Linked DNA regions of Mus musculus: regions 2 and 3 are each linked to region 1. Evidence: chromatin contacts called from public HiChIP or PLAC-seq data. All regions are on one chromosome and are shown on one strand. The core of a region is the stretch at or near the end of the contact, and the rest is flanking DNA. Distances in the headings are between cores, read along the strand shown.

Region 1 (3,685 bases), core at 541-3,040:
ACCTTATGCTGGAGCCTATATAAGGACACTGGAAGAAGGAAGAATCACTTTTTTTTTTGCCTTAACTTACTTGCTAGGAGATCTGTTGGAACTTCCACAGAAGACCAGCCAAGACGACTAGCCTTGTGGGACTAAGTACTAGATTCTTGGACTTCCCATTCATAGTTGGCCATCGTTGGACTACAAACTGTAAATAATCACAATAAATTCCCTCACTATAGAGACATTTCATAAGTTCTGTGACTCTAAAGAACCCTGACTAATACAGATAGGGGTTCTGCCATTCCCTTACTCCTGACTGAATTACCACAAGCAGCGGCAGTAATTTAACATTAGCTACTGTGCATGTTCTCTCTCTCTCTCTCTCTCTCTCTCTCTCTCTGACACACACGCATGCGTGTGCGCGCGCACACACACACACACACACACACACACACGCACACACACATATACGCATGCTCATTACTACTATATAGTTACTGACAGTTTCATGGGTACACATTTACAGCAGCTCAGATGAGCTAATTTAACATGGAAGAGACATGCCCTGTTTAGTAGTGCACAACTAAGTTCTGGTATTCTATGGAGCCCTTACTAATATACAGGCAAAAACACTCACACACAAAAATGTATATACGTATGTATTAAAAAGCATCTATAAGTACAAAAAAAGTATCTATAAAAGGAATATTATGTTGAGTTAGGGGCGGGTTCTTAAGATATCTGAGGCTGAGGAAGAGAAAAATTTCTACACTGCCAGCCAGTGATGGTGCATGCCTTTAATCCTTGCACTTGGGAAGCAGAGGCGGGTGGAACTCTGTGAGTGTGAGGCTAGCCTAGTCAACAGAGTAATTTCAGTACAGCCAGAGCTACACAGACAAACCTTGTCTAGGAAAGGAAAGGAAAGGAAAGGAAAGGAAAGGAAAGGAAAGGAAAGGAAAGGAAAGGAAAGGAAATTTAAAATTCTAGGGGGAAGGCAGGCTTCATCTTGGTCTTTTACTCAGCCTGAAGTGGAGCCATTCCAATACAGGCGCTCACATCATCACAGAATAAGGTCTATTGTATACACTCACCCTTTCAGCTGTACAAAAAATAGTAAATAATGCAGCCACCCCCACAGTCCAGTTTAGGGGTATTTCCATCACACCAAACCGGTCCGTAGCCCATTCCCACCCCCAGACTCAGGTATACCTAGTTATTCACGTCTACTTTATTGAGTCGAAATGACCAAATTCAAGATAACGCAAAAGAAAGTCAGGCTAGACTCCCAATGAATGCACTATATTCTGCAGTGCGTCAGAGTCAAGTTCTGCTTGGCATGTGACGAAGGTCTTCGCTCTTTCCCTAGGTTTTTAAAAGAACATCAGGTGCCTCCAGGAGATAACTGGCGTCCCAGGGACAGGATTCTTGTGCGCATGCGTAGCTTCGGGGCTCCAGCGAAACGAAACCGAGATCCCTTGCTCCAGACCTGTCGCACCAGCTGTTGGAATACCGTCATTTGGAATCTGTACATCCACGCGTGACACCTACAGAGCCCAGCTCTAGAAGGGGGTCGGGTCTCTCTTCTTCTCCACCCCCCCCCCTCCCACCCCACCCTCCCCGGATCTCACACTGAAACCCTCTCTCGCCGCGAAGATCCTCGGGCTGACCGCTCTCCCCGCCCCCTTTAGCCACACCCCTAAACTGCCATTTTGCGTCTGATTGGCTAGTAAAAGCCTCAGTCCCACCCATTTGAGCCAACGCCAACGGCCACGTACCCGTTTTCCGTGTCTTATCTCCGAAAGCGGAAGTTGCGCAAATACTTGCGAGCGCTGCGGAGGCGCTGAGCGTGTGTGTGTGAGTGTGTGTGTGTATGTGTGTATACATACACACACATACTTCGTATTCGGCGGCAGCGCGGGGGCGGTACACGGCATTAGAAGGCGCCGGAAGTGTCGGTGTCGAGGGGCGGCGAGAGAAGGGCCACCAAGGCAAGCCAGTCAGTAGCGCTTAGGCTCAGCGAGAGGCAAGACTCGCATCCACCGCGTCCCGAGTCCCCGGCCCAGCCGGGCTTTTCTCTTCGGCCAGACATGGACTTCAGGGAAATCCTCTTGATCGCTTCCAAAGGACAAGGTGTCAACCACGTACCGGTGAGTCCCCGGGGTTGCTGTAGGAAACCCGGGCGTCAAGTTCGTGTGTGGTGGGTGGAACTTCTCGGGGAGCGTCTGTCGGCCTCGGGAAAGCCTGAACTACGCACGCCCTCTTCTGGAGTTTTAGCGGAGGTGTGGGTACACGGGAGCTGGGGATGGAAAAGGGAGCGCTTTCTTGGGGTCGCTTTCGCCAGCTCCTGTGCCCTGAAAAGTAGGCTTTGCGGCTTTCGGTGTTTTTAAGAGTTGCGCAAAGTCGGGGGGGATAAGCCGCGCCTGACTGAATACTGTGTAGCATTAGTAGCGCCTGGCGTCGAATAAACTTCAGCCCCTAAATTGAGGACCAGTATAGTCAGGAAACTCGGGGACTTTTAAGAACTTTAAGGACTTGTCCTGATAGCCTTTGGGTCTTTTAGCGGGTCGAATACGGATTTCCAGGTGAACGTTTTGTGATTTCTTGAAAGCGTTCTCCGGTTCGTGGCCCCACCCACTGAACCAAAGATGGTATCACCTGCCAAGGAGGTATCTTCTGTTGGAAAGAGTTCAGGGCTTTGCAGGAAATCCATAGCCAACTGTGAGGTGATCATGTGGGCTGCGGGTGTGCTGGTAGACCTTTTATTTGCCGTATGTCCCTTGGATCTATCGGTTCCCTGTGCGAACGGATTGGGCAAAGCCTTTTTCAGCTTTCATTTCCTAGTGGGCTTCCAGATTTTTAGGTTCCGTTTGCTCAGTAAATGTGTGAGTTTGATAGTATTTTCAGAGGTAAATACTGAAGTGGTCCCACATCTGCTTTCTGGGGTTATAGCTGTTTTGCATAAACTACTCATTTCTGGATCACCAGAAGGTACCCACAGAACAGCTGTAAACCGATATATCGCAATGTGATACCCGAGATTTAATCTGTGAAGTGTCCAACTTAAAAGAACCTTCTAGAGTCAATCAGTTGGAATTTGCGATCTCACTTGGATTCTGCATTTCCTAATTTTGTATGTTGCAGTATTTTTTCCTATCTTGTCACTTCCTGTCAAATCCAGCCTATTTTTTAACCCTTGAGTATATCTACCTAAATTAATGAGTAAACGTAGTTATATTTGTATGCATGCACACACACACACACACACACACACATATATGTCCCACCCTGATAATAATCACTCAATAAGATTCTGCTAAGCCACATCTCATCAGCCTTGCAGGTTTTGCTGTGGGCACAAGCCTTTATGCATTTGTACTTTATGCATTTGTAGATTATCTAGTCACATTACTGTTAGATATCATAATCATGTTTGCATAATTTGGTCTGTATTTTATCTTAAATTTTCTTGAATCTCGAGAAAAGTTTAAAAGAAAAACAAAAAAACAAAAACAGATACTAGCTTTAGTGCCCAAGAATTGTCTTGTGGAAGAATCAGAACCCAGATTTAGAAAGCCAATATCTGGTTGGGTGTAATGGCTCATACCTTTAATACCAGCACTCACAGAGGCAGGAGGATCTTGTGAGTCCAAAGCCAGCTTGGTCTACACCAGGACAGTCAGGGCTAAGGAGAGAGACCCTGTCT
Region 2 (3,685 bases), core at 833-3,332, 150 kb before region 1:
CAGGGGGTAGTGAGATAATAATTTCATCCCCTATCTGACTTCATTTCACTCCTGACTTAATTCAGGGATCTCTTTCCTTTCCTCTCTATCCTTTTTTTCTCTCTTATCTGGTGTTAGGGGATTGAAAGGTGGAAGAAAAAGGGTGGAGAAAGGCAGAAGAAAGAAGAACCCACAGAGTAACCAAAGACAGCTGCTACACTGGCCATTTTTTTAAATCCCTTCATCTGGAAAAGATGTGTCTTAAAATGCTGGCTTTTGTAATGCCAGCCCCGAGCTCCTTTACCCAGGTCAGGACATCCATCCGGATAAGCTTGCAAGCAAGCAGGTTATTTATCCTGGAGTAGGAATAAATACCCCCAGGGCCTGATTAACAACACAAAGGGACAGGCTTAACTGGGACTTAGGAAAAGCCCAATATGTGCAAAATGAAAAGGGCTGTGCCAAACTAAGAATAGATACTGTTAAAAGAACAGTAGCTCCTGCTGGTACACAGTTTGTCTCCCCAGGGGTATTTACACCTGGCACCCAGGAGCTGTGGACTCATGACTTACCCATTCGTGTCCCGTGACTTAGGTGTGCTCCCAAGAAGTGAGGTCCAGCAGTTCTTAATATTCCTTGGAATCAAGAAACAAGAGAACACCAGTCTTGCATCCAACCAGTTCAACACTGTCAGCTCTATACTCAGATCAAGAAAAACCATTGTTCAGGAAAACACAGTCACTCTCCAGAATGAAATAGATTCATTGACAGCAATGTTCCTCCAAAATCCCAGAGGACTGGACAATTAGTACTGGCAAGGATGACGCAGCCACGGTTTTAAATGGGAAATGCTGTCTTTATTCTAACCAGCCAACAATAGTGTGGGGGAGATGCCAAGAAGTTATTAAAGGAGTAAGGCTAAAGGTACACGAGAGTCAGTGGAATGCAATGGAGGTGATTCAGCAGGGGCATCCACCCATTTCTTCAACACGGATTCACAAGGTGTGAAGAAGGGGAGGACGGGGGAATGAAGTAGACTGCAGTAGAAAGGACCAATTATTAAACACTGATTTATTAGTGATTTACTTAATGCACTACTCGTATGGCCTATCTGCTAAGCATGACTTTATTTGCTATTTATAGTGGGTTGGACTAATGTTGCTTGTATTCTAATGCTAATTTGCACCCCCCCAAAACTGTTTGCCCCAAAGAGAGTCCTCACATAAGACATGAAAGAACCCTACCCCAGTTGATTCTGATTGGTAAATAAAGATGCTGCCAGCCAGTAGCTGGGAAGAAGAGACACAGGCGGGGTAAAGGAGAGAAGGAGAGAAGCTGCTATGGAATAGAAGAAGAATGTGCAGGAGAGGAAAAAGGAGAGCCACCACGGGTTAGCTGAGCCATAATAATGTGGACATGTGGGCTGGCCAGTTGGAGCTAAGAGCAGTCCAGATGGAACAGTAAGTAATAACCTGGTTTATTGATAGAAAGGGTGATTCTAACAGCATGGAGGATAGGCAGCTGCCCAGCTATTGTGCTGCCTAAGGCATATTTAAAAATATAAAGGCTGTGTGTTTTTTTCATCCAAGAACATAAATGATCCAAGGTGGGTAGAAACCCCATGACAGGGTTTGTTTTTTGTTGTTGGTTTTGGTTTGTTTGTTGTTTTTTTTTTTTTTAATATTTATTACTACAGGATCAGAATGACCTGGAAAAACAGCTAAAACAATGGGTCGGTGCCCTTCACAACCTGCTGGCAGCCACACCCCTCAGTGTGGTTTTAGAGTATAACATGAGAATACAAACTGGGCCTGGCATTGAAGTCCAGGAGCTTTCAGGAGCTGTCCTGACTTCGGCCCACTGTGACAGTTCCTGTCTTCGACTCTCACTGGTGTCGGAGTACTTATTCCAGAAAGGTTCCCGCGCCAGCCCAGCCCAGTCTGCGGATCACGATCCTCTGTAGTTCCCAGTGGACTCCATTGCCTGCAGTGCTGGTCTCCCTCATCTGTGGCTTGCTTTAGAATTGGCTGGTCACGGATTGTATGGATTGTATGAGCTTCAGTGTCCTCCTAGCCGCTCCATCCGGTTACACTCTGTGCAGTTAACAGCTGCACCAACCCTAGCATTTACTTCCTCATTGCTTCGGTTAGCAGCAGCCACAGTGACAGACCCTCCAGGTGGCTCCCCAAAATGCCCAACAGAATGTGAATGAATGCCCCCCCCCCCTGTGAATGAACGAGGGGGGAACTCTTCATCCAGGAACCAAGGAAAAGGTCAAGAAGCAGACTGGACCAGTGAAGAGCCTCTACCTCCCCCCACTAGATATGTCTTTAACAGTTAACACTGTGATATTTGTTTTTCGGTCTGGCTTATTTTGCTTAATATAATGATTTCCAGCTCCATCTAGTTTCCTGCAAATGTCGTGATTTCGTTCTTCTTTACAAATAATAAATGAAATATGTATGGAAGCAGAAGCGGGTGCTGATTGAAAAGGAAGAAGGAACCCAGAACAGTGGGAGGAAGTACAGTCACAACCTTACAGGGAAAGCTACAGCTTTAAGTCATTCAGAGCATAACATAAATAAATACATACATGCATACATACATACATGCATACATGCATACATACATACATACATGCATAGATAGATAGATAGATAGATAGATAGATAGATAGATAGATAGGTAGGTAGATAGACAGACAGACAGACAGACAGACAGACAGACAGATAACAGTAAAATAAGCCAGGTACAGCGTTATACCAACAATCCTAGCACTTGGAAGGCAAAGGCTGGAGCACGTAAGTTCAAGCCCAGCCTGAGCTACATAGTGAATATTACTGCACCAAGTAAAAGGTGTCGAATTCACAGTAAGAAACCTTTCTACAGAGAAAGGCCATGGCCCAGGATGACTTCACTGAGGAATTGCATCAGCATTTAAGGAGCAGAGAAGGCTACTGACTCGAATATATTTCAGGTAATGTAAGAAATGGGAACACTTTCAAATCCATTGTGTGTAATCAGTACTGCCACGATGCCAAAATCAGGAAAAATACAATGAATCCAAACCTCAAAGTCACTAGGAAGGGAGGGAGGAAGAGAGGGAGGGGGAAGGAAGAGAGGGAGGGGGGAAGAAAGAGAGGGAGGAGGGAGGGAGGGAGGGAGAAAAGGGGAAGGGAAGAAGGGAGGGAGGGAGGGGAGGGGAATGGAGGGGAGGGGAGGGAGGGCGGGAAGGAAGGGAGGGAGGAAGAGAGAGAAGGGGAAGGGAGTGAGAGAGGGAGGGAGGGAGGGAGGGAGGGGGGAGGGGAGGGAAGGGAGGGAGGGAGGGGAGGGGAAGGGAGGAAGGGAGGGAAGGAAGAAGGAAGAGAGGGAGGGGGAAGGAAGAGAAGGAGGGAGGAGGGAGAGAGAGAAGGGGGAGGGAGGGAGGGAGGGAGGGAGGGAGGGAGGGAGGGAGGGAGGGGAGGGAGGGGAGGGGAAGGGAGGAAGGGAGGGGAGGGGAAGGGAGGAAGGGAGGGAAGGAAGAAGGAAGAGAGGGAGGGGGAAGGAAGAGAAGGAGGGAGGAGGGAGAGAGAGAAGGGGGGAGGGAGGGAGGGAGGAAGGGAGGGAGGGAGGAGGGAGGGAGGGAGGGAGGTGGGAGAAGGGAGGGAGGGAGGGAGGGAGGGAGGGAGGGAGGGAGGGAGGGAGGTGGGAGAAGGGAGGGAGGGAG
Region 3 (3,685 bases), core at 593-3,092, 150 kb after region 1:
GGAACTTTCAGCGTCTCCTGACTCCACTTCCTACCCACCTCCAGGTGTGCTGGGACCACAGAGCTACACAGGAGCATGTCCAGCTTTCTGTGGAGACTAGGGCTTCAATCTCAGATCCTCCCTCACACTTGTGTGGCAAGTGCTGTGCACACTAAACCATCTCCCCGGCTTGATGGTCTGCTTTTTGTCTGGTCATAGCAAAAAAAAAAAAAAAAAGAACCTACCTCCTGTGGCCAGGTGGGATGGGGTTAGGCAGCACGGCCCGCCTAAGATGCAGAGTGGAACTTGGAAGCTGTCTCCCCAGACTTTCATCCTCTTCCTCCCTGTTCCCCTTTCTCCTTTCCCCTTCAGCCTCCCCCACCTCCACTTTTGGGTTCTGAAATTGAGCTGGCTCAGCTTCCTACCTTCCTCTGCAAGTTTCCAATCAGGATCTGAGAGTGTCTGCGCTCAGCTGGCCAGGGTTGGAATCCCAGAATTCAGGCAAACTGCTCAGCTAGAATCACACTGCAAACCACCATGCCTGCCTGCCTGCCTGTCTCTGTCTCTGTCTCAATCTCTGTCTCTGTCTCTCTTTGTCTCTATCTCTGTCTGTGTCTCTGTGTCTATTTCTATTTCTGTCTCTATCTGTCTCTGGCACTATCTGTCTGCCTTTGTCTTTGTCTGTTTCTGTCTCTCTGTCTCCTCTGTGTGTCTCTTTGTTTCTGTCTCTATCTCTGACTCTCTGTCTCTGTCTCAATCTCTGTCTCTCTCTGTCTCCCTTTGTCTCTATCTCTGACTCTCTCTCTGTCTCTATCTCTCTGATTCTCTGTCTCTATGTCTCTGTCTGTCTCTATCTCTGACTCTGTCTCTGTATCTCTCTGCCTCTCTGTCTCTCCTCTCCCTGCTCTTCTTTCTCTCCCTCTCTTAACATTTCCTTTCTCCCTCCTTCTACCCTTCCCTCCACTCCCCTCCCCTGCCCTGCCCTTCTCTCCTCTCCTCTCTGAATTCTGGCCAAGAATTTCACATAGTCCAGCCCAGCCTCAAAGTTATCTGTAGTTGTGGATGATCTTGAACTCCAGACCTTCTTGGCCTCCACTTACCAAGTCCTAAGATGACAGGCCCGTGCCAATGACCACACGTAGCCAACACTTAAAATTTGTCAACACCACAGGTTTTACACGTTTCCATTAATGCTTAATTTCCTGCCAGAAGGCTTTATTGCTTACTTACCTTCAGTAAAATACTAATAGCACACGCCATGCCCACATTTCCAACTCCGACCACAGTAATCTTACACCGGGAAAGTTTATCTTCCGGAACTAGGTTCTGAATCAGCTGCTCCTTGACGGTGGACATGTTGAGCCTGTAGAGTAGAAGGGACCGTCAGTGAATACCTACTCCTGTAGGCAAGACATTAAACAACTTTTTTTTTGGTAGGGAGGAGTGTTAAGGGTTTCACATTGTATCTAAGGCTAGCCAGGAGGTCAATATGTAGTCTAGGCTGGCCTTGAACTCAGCCTCAGCCACTCAAGAGTGCTAGGATTGCAGGCCTGGATCATCCCACCTGTCTAGGAACTCTATGGAGTTCGCAGAGCACAAGGAAGCAAAAGCCTTCTCTAGCTAGAGTGTGGGAGTGAATGAAGCCTCAATGAAGCAAAAGATGACTTCTGGCGACAGGCTCCTCCTCCATTCAGGCTCCTCCTCCCTGCAGGCCCTCCCCCCTACCCCCCCCCCCCCCCCCCAGCTCACAGGCCTACAATGGCTTTCCTTCCCAGGTGAAAGAAGGCACTGGCCACTTCCTCTGGGGAGGCCGAAAACACACACCTTACTGCTGACTCCGCAGCACAGGTAAGAAACCAGGATAACTGTTGGGTCCAGGAGCCAACAGTTATAACGGAAAAGGAACGTCACAAAGTCAACGTCAGCACGCAAGCCCCGCCCACTGCCTGCTCAGGTACCTTGGTGCGTGCACCTGCATGGCCTACCTCAGGTTTTAGGAGACGACTCCAGACGGTTTCCAAGGCCTCTAGTGTAAGATGTAGAAGCCCTGGGACCACACAGAAGATGGCAGCCAGTTTGGCCAGCATCCCTTTAAAGGCCACTTTTCTGCTGGGAGGAAATGCAGAACTTTGAGTTTGAGGAGCATACCTATGGACCCTTTGCCCTTACATCTGTGTGTAGGCATTGAGGGTTGGGGGCATCTGTCTGTTTGCTTGCTTTTGTTTTGTTTTGTTTTGTTTTGCTTTCGAGCCAGGGTTTCTCTGTGTAGCCCTGGCCGTCCTGGAACTCTGTAGACCAGGCTGGTCTCCCAACTCAAGAGATCTACCTGCCTCTGGGATTAAAGGGATTTGCCCCCACCACCTAGCTGTTAGGAGGCTTTTACATCGCTACTGGTCTAGAGAGAAGGCTCCTTCAATAAAAAGCTCCCAATGCAAGCGTGAGGGTTTGACTTGAATCCCCAGAACAAAGGTGTAAGTTGTTACTTAGTCATTAATCCATGTATGGGGGTAGCAGAGACAGCGGCTCCATGGGGCTCCGTAGACAGCCATCTTAGCTTTAATTATGAGTGTCCTTGTCTCAAAAAACAGGGTGGATGACACCTTGGGGCAGGGGAACAATACCTGATAGCATCCTCTGGCCTCCGTGTGTACTAGCTTGCACATGCATGTGTACACACACACACACACACACACACACACACACACACACACTATGTTAGGGTTCTCTAAAGCAGTGGTTCGCAATCTGTGGGTTGCTACCTCTTTGTGTGTGTGTTGGGGGGGGGTGTCACATCAGATATTTACAATTCCTAACAGTGGCAAACTTACAGTTATGAAGTAACAAAATAATATTATGCTCTGCCATTGCTGGAGCAATCTCCACTCTAAAACCAAAACTTCTCGGTCATCAGAACTTAGGTGTCAGGAACAAGAAGCAAAGAATTTCCTGAGGAGTCACTAAGGGTGGTGGGGAATGGAGCCACTCTTTTTTTTCTGCCTCTTCATTCCTGGCTCTGTGGGTCCTGGCTATGGGAGAAAGTGTGCCGTGTATGGGTGCTGATCCAAACACACTCCCTTCTGGAGAGCTCTCCCTAGCCCTCCAGGCTGCTGCCATTTAACCAGTGCTGTGATGGGGTCTTCAAGGAGCCAGCTCACTCTTACCAGGACAGGTGCTTTAGCGTGGCTGTGGAACATGGCAGACCAGTGAGTCCATGAGCATGCTGGGCCCACTGTCACATTTCTCTGGCTGGAAAGCCAGTTTCTTGGTCAGAAGCAATGACTGTGGACATGGCATGCTGTAAGCCCACCCGTGGTTCTGGCAGAAGTATTATGTGCGGGAAAGGCAAGTCCGTAACTAGAGTCATCTCCAGTAAGGGCAAAGTGTCCTATCCGTGAAGCAAGGGGTCTGCAGCTTGCTGAAACTCCAGAGAATGGTGTCATGCTAGGGGATTCAGTGTTGGTCTCTGTCACTCGGCAGTAACTGCATTAACCTTGATGAGTGGAAATCTATGTTGTCGAACCCCATTTCTGCCAACAGTCTGACCTGGTGCATCAGATAATTCCCAACTCATGGTAGGCAGCTCATGGTAACTTAGTGTCCTTTTGTCAAACTTCAGTTTCCAGTAATGCTTAATAACAGGCCCAACACTCTTAAAGGAAAAACAGTAGTCTGCACATGACGGGAGAGCCTTGCTCCAAAATCTCAA

The links. HiChIP or PLAC-seq counts read pairs in DNA pulled down with a chosen protein or histone mark.
Region 2: an H3K4me3 HiChIP or PLAC-seq map of bone marrow-derived macrophages shows a contact between it and region 1, with 4 times the contacts expected there. The contact joins the enhancer-like site here to the promoter of Spty2d1 in region 1. A contact is called at or near these places in 2 of 39 promoter capture datasets (macrophages and neural stem cells), 4 of 15 datasets of contacts at CTCF or cohesin (CD8 T cells, the NIH/3T3 cell line, embryonic stem cells and 1 more), 23 of 484 Hi-C or Micro-C datasets (B cells, the C2C12 cell line, the G1E-ER4 cell line and 15 more), 43 of 115 datasets of contacts at active chromatin or transcription factors (CD8 T cells, DN3 thymocytes, the HPC-7 cell line and 26 more) and 4 of 9 other capture datasets (adipose tissue, liver, macrophages and 1 more).
Region 3: an H3K27ac HiChIP or PLAC-seq map of embryonic stem cells shows a contact between it and region 1, with 5 times the contacts expected there. The contact joins the promoter of Ldhc here to the promoter of Spty2d1 in region 1. A contact is called at or near these places in 1 of 39 promoter capture datasets (stem cell-derived epiblast-like cells), 14 of 484 Hi-C or Micro-C datasets (CD8 T cells, the HL-1 cell line, LSK cells and 7 more), 3 of 115 datasets of contacts at active chromatin or transcription factors (bone marrow-derived macrophages and embryonic stem cells) and 3 of 9 other capture datasets (adipose tissue, embryonic stem cells and liver).

What each region holds. Positions count from the first base shown.
Region 1 is chr7:47,006,519-47,010,203 of GRCm38.p6, reverse strand. Spty2d1 (SPT2 chromatin protein domain containing 1) reads left to right here and starts at 1,790. Exons shown (of 6, transcript NM_175318.4): 1 at 1,790-2,129. The coding sequence starts at 2,070. Gm32031 (predicted gene, 32031) reads right to left here and starts at 1,650. Exons shown (of 2, transcript NR_166573.1): 1 at 1,611-1,650; 2 at 1,196-1,480.
Region 2 is chr7:47,156,343-47,160,027 of GRCm38.p6, reverse strand. No RefSeq gene overlaps it. Among named protein-coding and RNA genes, the nearest start is that of Ptpn5, 26 kb to the right of the region's middle. Within about 2 kb of position 2,082, at least 32 of the 459 cell types and tissues checked have an H3K27ac peak or open chromatin away from gene starts, as enhancers often do. A contact at or near this core is called in bone marrow-derived macrophages, granulocyte-monocyte progenitors, pre-B cells and 1 more, where this site is marked.
Region 3 is chr7:46,859,420-46,863,104 of GRCm38.p6, reverse strand. It overlaps Ldhc (lactate dehydrogenase C), which reads right to left and starts at 1,842. Exons shown (of 8, transcript NM_013580.4): 1 at 1,804-1,842; 2 at 1,210-1,342. The coding sequence starts at 1,335. It overlaps Gm39011 (a long non-coding RNA gene), which reads left to right and starts at 1,861. Exons shown (of 3, transcript XR_882073.3): 1 at 1,861-1,941.